2 separate regions of the Cyprinus carpio genome follow, and region 2 is linked to region 1. The links are chromatin contacts, called in public Hi-C maps. All regions are on one chromosome and are shown on one strand. Each heading gives the region's core, a stretch centred on a gene start, on an enhancer-like site or on the middle of the called end of the contact. The rest is flanking DNA. Distances are from core to core; before and after follow the strand shown. Region 1 overlaps LOC109100062 (lysine-specific demethylase 6B-like). Region 2 holds the start of LOC109100062 (lysine-specific demethylase 6B-like).

Region 1 (4,668 bases), core at 934-3,433:
GCATGGCGGAATGAGGCATCTGTCATAAGAAACAGTAAAAAAGAGGGCTTGGTAAAGATGCATTTTAGGATAAAAAATGCAGAGGTGAGCATATCAAAAGATGGTATATGCTCTCGACTAACCTGATCAGACTCAGAGCTCTTCTTTCTCTTATTGGGACTGGGGCAGTCCTCCATGGGCCGGTGCAGAGATGGAGCAGGGGTATGCTGAATGACAGAGTGCTCTCCAAGAGGGGGCCCAGGTCGTTTTAACTGTCCAGAATGAGAATGAGGTCCCCTGGGTTGCTGCTGAGTCTGAGACTGAGTCCACATATCAGATAATGGAGGCATGGGCCGTGAGCCATGGGCTGAGAACTGAGGATGAGGAGCACCGTACGTGGATAAAGTGAGAGAAAGAGATGTTGGCGAAAGTACTCTCAACCACAGAACATAGTTAAGTGCGCTATACATTCAATTACATACAAAAAAATTAACAACAACTTTAGTGTAATATAAAGCTAGTCTTTCATAACTTATACATTTAAAAATACTGATTTATACAGAAACCCTACTCATTTTTATATAACAAGAGAACATATAAAAGGCACAGTAATGAAATATATGTTCAATAATCACCTTCAGTAGCTGACTGGCTCGAGCTGTGAGGTGTGCAGGAGGTCCTGCATTGTAGCCATTGTGCAGTCGGTTGTGGTTATCACCAGGCAATGGCTCATATCCCTGGCCAGTTCTAGTTGGTTCCCAAGGCCTGGGAGGAGCAGGGGGTATCCTCTGTAATCCTGGCAACAAAGCCTGAGACAGGTCTTGCTTATCTCCTCGATGTAAGGGACTGCAAATACAAGAACACATTAACAAACTTTTGCCAGAAGTATTTGTAAAACAACAATAAAGCTTACTGAAAACTCACCCATTGTTTAAGAATTTACTAGGATGATTTAGCCCAGTCATGTGACTAGGTGGCATATGGGGGAGGAACTGGTGCTGATTGACACCTGGTAAGCACCTATCGAGAGATAAGAAAACAAGGTTGTTTTTTGATCATTCCTTCTCATAGGTCAGTTAGCATAACTTTATCAGTGAGGTCACTAAAAGCATGATTCGGCCCTGATCATGAGGTATATTACCTGGAGGGAGGTGACCAGGCGTGGCTGCCCACAGGAGCCCATGGTCCCCGGTTGAGTCCGTCCAGAGGAAAAGGGTCCCGTGTGCTGCACCCGGTGAACTGTTCTGCTGTGTGATGCATCCAGCCTAGACAAGAAACAAAGACAATTTAGTTTTCTACATGTCTTTATTATCTTAGCATATACATCTATCACTGCCGGGAAAAACACGTAAATTCTGGCATTCTTTCCAACATGTAGCAAAGTGGTTGTGACACTGTACTACTTAACTACTAAACCATTATCCTTGCTTCAATATATTGGCTTAAATCAGATGGCAGAGCAGACACTTTTCATTAATTAGATACACTTAAATGTATGAGTGTTACTTGAGTATTATGAACTTTTAGTTTTAATATTTTAAATTACCTATTATTTTTATATTTTCATTTAAATTTTAGTTGAAGTTTTAGTCATTTTGTTGTGCTTTTATTAATTGTGCTTTAATTTTTATTTCAGTTTTTCAATTTTTTTCATCTAAAATTTACATTTAATATGACTTCAGCTTCATTAACGAAAAATTTTTCAATAGTTTTAGTCAACCATAACACCGAAGTGTACAAATTGATTTCATATGCGCTAACAAGCACCAAATATTCTTACGGATATAAATTATTGTTCAGTGCTACACTCTACCAAGTGAACAGAGCACATGGTTACTCACCACACTAGCTGTGAGTGTGAAGCCCTCCACTGCAAAACAGAGAGGGCCACTCACCAACAAGAAGGAGAAGCTGTTTACTGCTACTCCGGCCAACTGGAGAGAGAAAGAAAAGAGATGGGACATAAGGGGGTGAGGCACAAATAACTGCCAAATCCATTAAACACAGGGGGAAAACACATCCTTTGTAGTCTGTATGAGTTTTTGGCCTGAAGGCAGCTAATAACAAAGGAACCCTCCAGAACTTCAGTGCCACTCTTTGCCTCTAGGGGGCAGTGCTCTTCTGTTTTCTAATGGGAGGAAAGGGTGCACAGATGGGCTTGTGGGAGTTCACCTGTAGGGTGAGTACACTGAGGTCATTATAACCCTTCCTAGGGCCTCTTGGCAAAGGGTGAGCGTGATCAGAGGGAGGGACGACCAGAGCAAAGCCCTGGAGTCAAGCCAGCGGTGTCTGTGTGCATGTGTACATAAAGGAGTGTGTGTACTTGTGTTGTGTTGCTCGAGTTTGATTATTTGCATGTGTATGAGTGTGTGTCTATGACAAGAGAGACACTGGGGTTAATCTCATTAGGCCAGGCGTGATGGAGAGAGGAAAGGATGGAAAGAAAGAGAGCAAGGGGAGGAGGGAGGAAAGGAACAGCAGAAGGCTTGAACAGGATGGATGGACAGATTAGGGAAAAAAGATGGGTCTAAAATTAAAGTGTTCTTTAGGGAGACACCAAAGTGAGAAGACTGGCTGTGCTCCCGTGAAACACCCACGCATGCAAACACACTGAGCTTCCCACGCATTCTGAACACACATGGCACACACTGGATGCACAAATATTGGCAAGCATGCGCACACACACTCGATTGAAATCGCTTGGCACACACGCATATATACCCATACGGCAAAGGACGCCTATTGCACACTAATTATGGACTTGGCAAAAGCATTTCAAGTGTGACAAACACAGGCTTTCTCTGTCTATAGCACAAAATAAACCCCCCCACACACTTATTACACAATAAAACAGGCCACAGATGCAAAACCTGTCATCCATAAAATGCTGTATAACCAGATGGGTTAGTCCTGAGCTACAAACTCAACATGCAGTGTAACACTTACTGATGAAATTCACAACCCTTTAATACTTTAATACAGTCTTTAAGCTGCAATTTTGGTGAAGAGGCATAGATTAGTCTGAAGATAAATAAGTATGTGGCAATATTCAGAGACTGTTTGGATACAGTGTGTGTGAGCTATTCATTGCTCTGCAGGTTTAGTCAGTGCGTATGTGTGTGTGTTTTGATCCTACAGTGCACACAAGCCCACCCAGTCCTCTCTGGCTCATGGTGTCGCACTATTAAAAGGCTTCTGTGATATTTCAGGAACTCTGAATTTAGCTGCTAGTGGGGACTGAATTAATCATGACCCTGCAGCACACTGCATTCTTAGAACAGTTTCTGCACATTCTCACACACACACACACACACACACACACACACACACACACACACACACACACACACACACTTTACCTGTCAAATAAGCATCTAGCACCACTTCTCAAACGTCAGAAGAATTAGGGTTTAGCACCAACTATCGATCATCTCGGCTGACTCGGTGGTCGTAGATTGCTGTAGAGAGAGATAAAGAGGTAATCATCAGTGCACAGAGTTTGACTTTTATTTGTGTTCCTGATCTTTTACATTGGCTTCATTCCCTCCAATCAGCACAAGTGCAGTAAAAACAGCCAGGCTTTGCAGTAACCTATTACAGACAGTGTGTCAAAAATGACCCCAGAGAAGAGAAAAAGTTGATAAATTGTGATTTGGTTTTTTTAAAAAAACCCAAACGAGAATTTTTCCCATATTATTCCATCCTCTATTAGAAAAACAATGAAGAATCTAACTATTTCATATGGCCCAATTGCACTCAAATAAATAAATACATGCATGCATAAATATATCACTTTATTCAATAATAACTATGAAGTCTCAGGTTAAAAAAAAAAAAGAAACTAAAGGAAATCTGTCTTTAACATTGGGAGCTCTTGGGCGGTGAGCAGGACAACAGTGAGAGGAAATCCACGATACCGTCTCACACACAATGGTGAGAGTTATTGTGGGGAGGTGTCTGAACAAACACAGGCCTGGCTCTAAGACCTATCGGTGTGGAAAGCCAACTATCACTTGTGAAAACTGTGGCTCGGGAAAAACATCCCATGAAAAATAACAGGTGGAACTGATAGGCTTATAGAAAGTGTTTTCAATGGTTGCATGTTTTAGCATAAGAGAAAATGTTTGTAAAGAGGCACATTCACAGTGCAAACCAAGGGTCTTCAGCAGGGAGTCTGCCAAATATTGTGTGATCTTAACTAGTTAGTGGACCAAAAAAAAATAAAAAATTGGCTAAAGCTTTATGCTAAAACAAAATTTTTTTGCAATGTTCAACTGGGGGTCATTTGTCCCCCATAAAAGTTTGAAGACTGCCGAGGTAGACAGTTGTGGGAAAACACACATAAACTCAAACTGAAACTTCTCCATACTACATTTCCACATTTCACACAGAACGACGACAGATACTGCAACAGCTTTGCTTTTTACGAGAACATGTTTTTAATTTCAAGAAATACAGATTTCTAGTACTGTGGAAACAATACGGCACCCCGAAACAGATTCTTATTATTGTAAGAGAGATCAATCGAAACACGCATACATGGAAGTCTGATAACAGCTAGCTGTTTGCTGTGTAACTGGGGAACTCCCATGACTCAACCATGGAAAGGGCTTACCCCACAAAGCCGACTCTGCCCTCTTCTGTCGCGCACTCTTTACGGTCAGGTGATCGGGGACGATCCACCTCAGT
Region 2 (4,668 bases), core at 1,276-3,775, 69 kb after region 1:
AATCGCTATCAGCTAAAAAATGCTAGTGACATTAAACTCGCTAATCATGCTAAAACATGCTAGCGACATGCTAGTCACTCGCTAATCATGCTAAAAACATGCTAGCGACATGCTAGTGCTAATCATGTTAGAAACATGCTAGCGACATGCTAGTCACTCGCTAATCATGCTAGAAACATGCTAGCAACATGCTAGTAACTTGCTAATCATAAGTGAATGCTAGTCACTTGCTATCATGCTAGAAACATGCCGCAACATGCTAGTAACTTTAATCATGCTAGTGCCATGCTAGTCACTTGCTAATCATGTTAGAAACATGCTAGCGACATGCTAGTCACTCGCTAATCATGGTAAAAACATGCTAGTCACTTGCTAATCATGCTAGAAACATGCAACGAACATGCTAGGAGCTAAAAAAACATGCTAGCGACATGCTAGTAACTTGCTAATCACAGTCTAGCACTTGCTAAATGCTAGAAAGCCTAGTCACTAGCTAATCAAAAAAACATGTCACTTGATGCTAAAAAACTGCTTCGACATGCTAGTCACCTGCTAATCATGCTAGAAAAATCGAGCGACCTAGTCACTCGCTAATCGCTAAATACATGCAACTTCACTTGCCACATGCTAGTGCATGCTAGTCACTTGCAAACATGCATAGCGACATGCTAGTCACTCGCTAATCATGCTAGAAACATGTTAGTAACTTTGCTAATAATGCTAATGACATGCTAGTCACTTGCTTTATTAAACTTCTTAAAATTTTCAAACTTTTCAAACTTCAACTTTTGAAACTTCAAACTTTTCAAACTTTTCAAACTTTCTGTTCAGGCTTTTCAAGCCAACTTAAAGTTTGTCTTGACGAACTTTTTTATCTAGCCTATAGCACCAGTTATTTAGACTGTGTACTGACACCTATAGACCTGGATGCATGATGTTTATTTAGTTGGTTGTTTTTTTTTTCAGTGCTAATACATTTTCACACATTTCTTACAACAGTGTAGCAGGAAGTGTGACCTTTGTGTGTCTGAAAGTGCGATATGTAGTATTCATAAACATTTCTATAAACTGTGCTGGTAATGTAGCGTCACCAGGTGAAGACCCACTCCATGTAGAATAAATATCTTTTTTCTGTTAAACTAATATGAGTGGATATGAGCATACAACATTTTAAACATATTTCTCAAAAGCACTTTTTACACAGTGCAAAACTTTAAATAGTACAAAGACTGAGTACACCTTTAACTGAAGACTAAGCGCCGCCGTGACCCTTCTTTCCTTCCCAAAAGCGCTGAGAATCTAGAAGGCTCTGCGGGGGGCGCTTTAAGTGGAGCTGCAGCGCCCCCCTGCGCTCACATGCAGGAAACACAGGAGGAAAAAAGGGGGCGGCGACATACAGTCAGCAGAAGAGAGGAAGAGAAAAAACATGTCACAGAAAAAATTCAAATGCTCTTCCTGGAAAATATCCGATCCCGCCACAACTTCGCCACATGACATTTCCGAAAGAAAGTGCGACACCCTCGCGCGCCCGCAGCCAGGCCCCAATCTCATTCAGCGATTCTCTGACATTTAATTATTTAACTATGTGAAACCCTCACTTACGTTACAGCGCGGGTTGATTTACACAACTGCGAGATTTGCATTGCATAGTTTATATATATATATATATTAAAAAAAATTATAATAAAAAAAGCACATCTATGTACTGTGCTATATTCCCCATAGTATGATTGCACAATATTAAACTCCCACGGTCTCCCCGGTTCACGGTAACTATGATCTCACCCGTGTTACTGGTAAAGGCTGCAACTTTATCCACCACTCATATAGAAACCCACACTCACTTTCTGTTTGCAACCGACACAAAATGACTGAATTTCATCAAACCGCAAGGAAATTAAATGCGTGTATGTATCACGCTTCCGATATTAATAATTAACCCAGAGCGGACACGTTTCATTGCATTGCACACCTAGTGACACACTGGCAACGCAAACGGCTGTTAGTACACAACAGGCGTGGTGCATAAAGTCCAGAAAGTGTCTGTCTTTACCTGCTAATGCGCGGAGGGTCAAACTGGGAGGTGGCTTCTTCTCCTCGCATGTCCTCATGGTAAAAATGCGAGCTAAATAAGCAACTGCGTAGTTTCTCTTTCCTCGCGCGGTGAATGAACGTCGCAGCGCGCGATCCTCCAGCACCTTCATCATGTCACACATGACGAGCACATTTGAATCGCACGCTGTAAAATGTCGGCGCAGCTGCGTTATGAAGCCATTGTAAGAGGAGATGATGTGACACAAACATCAGCGCGCAAAATTGTTCCAGAGTCTTCTCCCCCAAAAAAATGCACGCGCGCATCTCCCGACTTCTCTGTGGTCTGCAAATATGATGATGCGGTCTCGGCCAGGCGAGGATGTGGTGCCACGGCGCGAGCCCCTCGTGTCCACTCACGAGTTTGATGTGAGCAGGAGATGCGCAGTTTTTAATCCGCTGCGAACGCAGGCACTCCCCCTTCTCTCTCTCTCTCTCCGCTCTCCCGTATGTTTCCCCCTTCTCTTCTGCTTTCTCCTCCCTCGAAGTCATTTCCCCCCTCGTGCAGGTTTATTTTCGGTGAACGAGTCTCTCTTGGACCCGCCTCCGTTTCTCCCGGACGCTCAGGACTCCTCCAAATTCCACTATCACTCCCTCCATCCGAGCAGAGAGCGGGGTGTCCCTTCAGGGCCAGCAGGGTGCTGCTTTGGGGATAATGTGGGGCTGCTAGTGTTGATGGGGATGGATTGATTTTGTGTCTCTTCTAGTGAATTAACCCTTCTGTTGTTTTAAGATCATTTATGAGATTTGTTCCGTGAACACAGACTGCAAGAAACGCTTTTACACTGGAAACAGGCCCTGGGACATTGCCAAGAGTGTCTAAAAATATTATATATAAAACTTTTATATATGCTTTTTACATAAATTGTAATAAATGGTGGATAAATGTTTTTATAAAATAATTACATTATGGTCACGTGGGTTCAGTTTGAACTATATCGGGTGAACCTGACATATCTTGAAATAGATAAATAGAAACATTGATCAAATTTGAATCAAACTATGTCTACTCCTTCCATTCTTTATAAGAGTTTAACCTGAGGCTGTTTTATATCAGAAAACACTACAGCACTTTTTACATACCTGTCGTGCAACTAATTGAATGAATGGATATGCTGCCGGTGTGCAAAAATAGGGGTCAATATTGACTGCTTCTACAAAATGTGTAATTTATTCGTGAAATACGAAGCTGGTCAAATTCATTATAAAATACATTAGATATAAAATACCAAAATTAAAAAGGGACATTCTGTGCATTTATTAGAAGTGTTACAATTTATATAAAATCATTATTATTAAAGCATTATTTATAAATTTGTTTGTGCATGATACGGTTTGGGACTAGATTTTCTCCCTTTTTCTCATTATGGGTGTCTTTAATCCCTTTGAAAATAATAATAATAATGATAATACACCAAATAAAAAGTTTGGGACATGATTTTTTTCTTTGGGAGCAAAAACTTCAATAAGGGTTTCTTTAAACCAATTACACTGCAGTCAAGGATTAATTCATTTTAATGTTAATATTTTTGATTGAAAGTTTTGTGGGTCAAATCTAATTCCAAGGTCACAGGTGTGCAGTGTTTCTTGATTAGGTGTGCAGTTGAGGGCCGTGTGTATGAGTGTGTGTGTGTGTGTGTGTGTGTATTCGTCCTGGAATGTCTGGTCGGTGCTTCACTGCCATAATTGAATACACAGATGGAGGACGTTTGATGCAATACTATACAGAGAAGAGCTAACTCAATTATGTCGGTTTAAATGTAGCGAGACTGGGGACTGGTGTCCCCGAGGGACCCAAATCACTCAAGACGCAAATCAGATTGTCCACTTGTCCTCAGCTGGCACTTCCAGATCATTATTAAGTTCTCATCTGGTGTGAGAGGAGGGTTCAGACAGAAATCTGGACAGCTCGGCCCATCCAGGTTTTACATTCACCTCTCCACAAGCTGCCCGGAGCAACACGTGTCAGATTCATGTGAGGAAATGCGGGTTACTTCTTGAGAACGACCCCTCTCACAGACTCAATGGGTCTGAGGTGGGAACATGGGGGTGATGAATTAACCCTGGGGACTTCATCCTCCATTCTGCGACTCAAAAGATGTCTTTCTCTCCCTTCTTCTTTTTAACTTGCATTTTTTTAAGAAAAAAATCTGAAGTGCTCTGAACGATTACAATGGCGCCTTGGAGGCCAATTTGAATGTGAATTAGACATGTTGCTATGAGCACCCCAACAATCAGTTAGCGGTACCGAGACACACAGACCTGTGACTGAATAAAGAGCTCCTTACAGTCTGAGCGAGTCTGGCTCTTTCAGAAGAGGATGGCAGAGTGAATGCAGCCTTACACGAAGGCCACCCTCGCTCTCGCTTTCTCTCTCCTCTTCCCTCAGAACTATTCTTCTGTTCCAGTTTCTCCGCTGTCTTGTTCTCTTCTTCCAAGAATTTTCCCTCAACCTTATGAGTGTCCTGAGGAGATTGCCTCCGGCTCTAAAGAACAAATCTAGCCGCCACTGGAAAAAGCGGAGTAATGACCCAGCTGTCAGATTTGAAGGAATAATTCCTGTGGATATAGATGATT

The links. A called contact is a pair of places that touch in the nucleus more often than the background predicts.
Region 2: a Hi-C map of skeletal muscle shows a contact between it and region 1, with 9 times the contacts expected there. The contact joins the promoter of LOC109100062 here to the enhancer-like site in region 1. A contact is called at or near these places in 5 of 8 Hi-C or Micro-C datasets (liver, red blood cells and skeletal muscle).

What each region holds. Positions count from the first base shown.
Region 1 is chrB7:7,790,683-7,795,350 of ASM1834038v1, forward strand. LOC109100062 (lysine-specific demethylase 6B-like) reads right to left here. Exons shown (of 25, transcript XM_042726999.1): 5 at 3,339-3,437; 6 at 1,821-1,913; 7 at 1,121-1,244; 8 at 904-999; 9 at 616-825; 10 at 123-375; 11 at 1-19. The coding sequence starts at 1,239. Among protein-coding and RNA genes, the nearest start is that of tmem88b, 17 kb to the left of the region's middle. Within about 2 kb of position 2,184, at least 2 of the 8 cell types and tissues checked have an H3K27ac peak or open chromatin away from gene starts, as enhancers often do.
Region 2 is chrB7:7,859,253-7,863,920 of ASM1834038v1, forward strand. It overlaps LOC109100062 (lysine-specific demethylase 6B-like), which reads right to left and starts at 2,526. Exons shown (of 25, transcript XM_042726999.1): 1 at 2,054-2,526.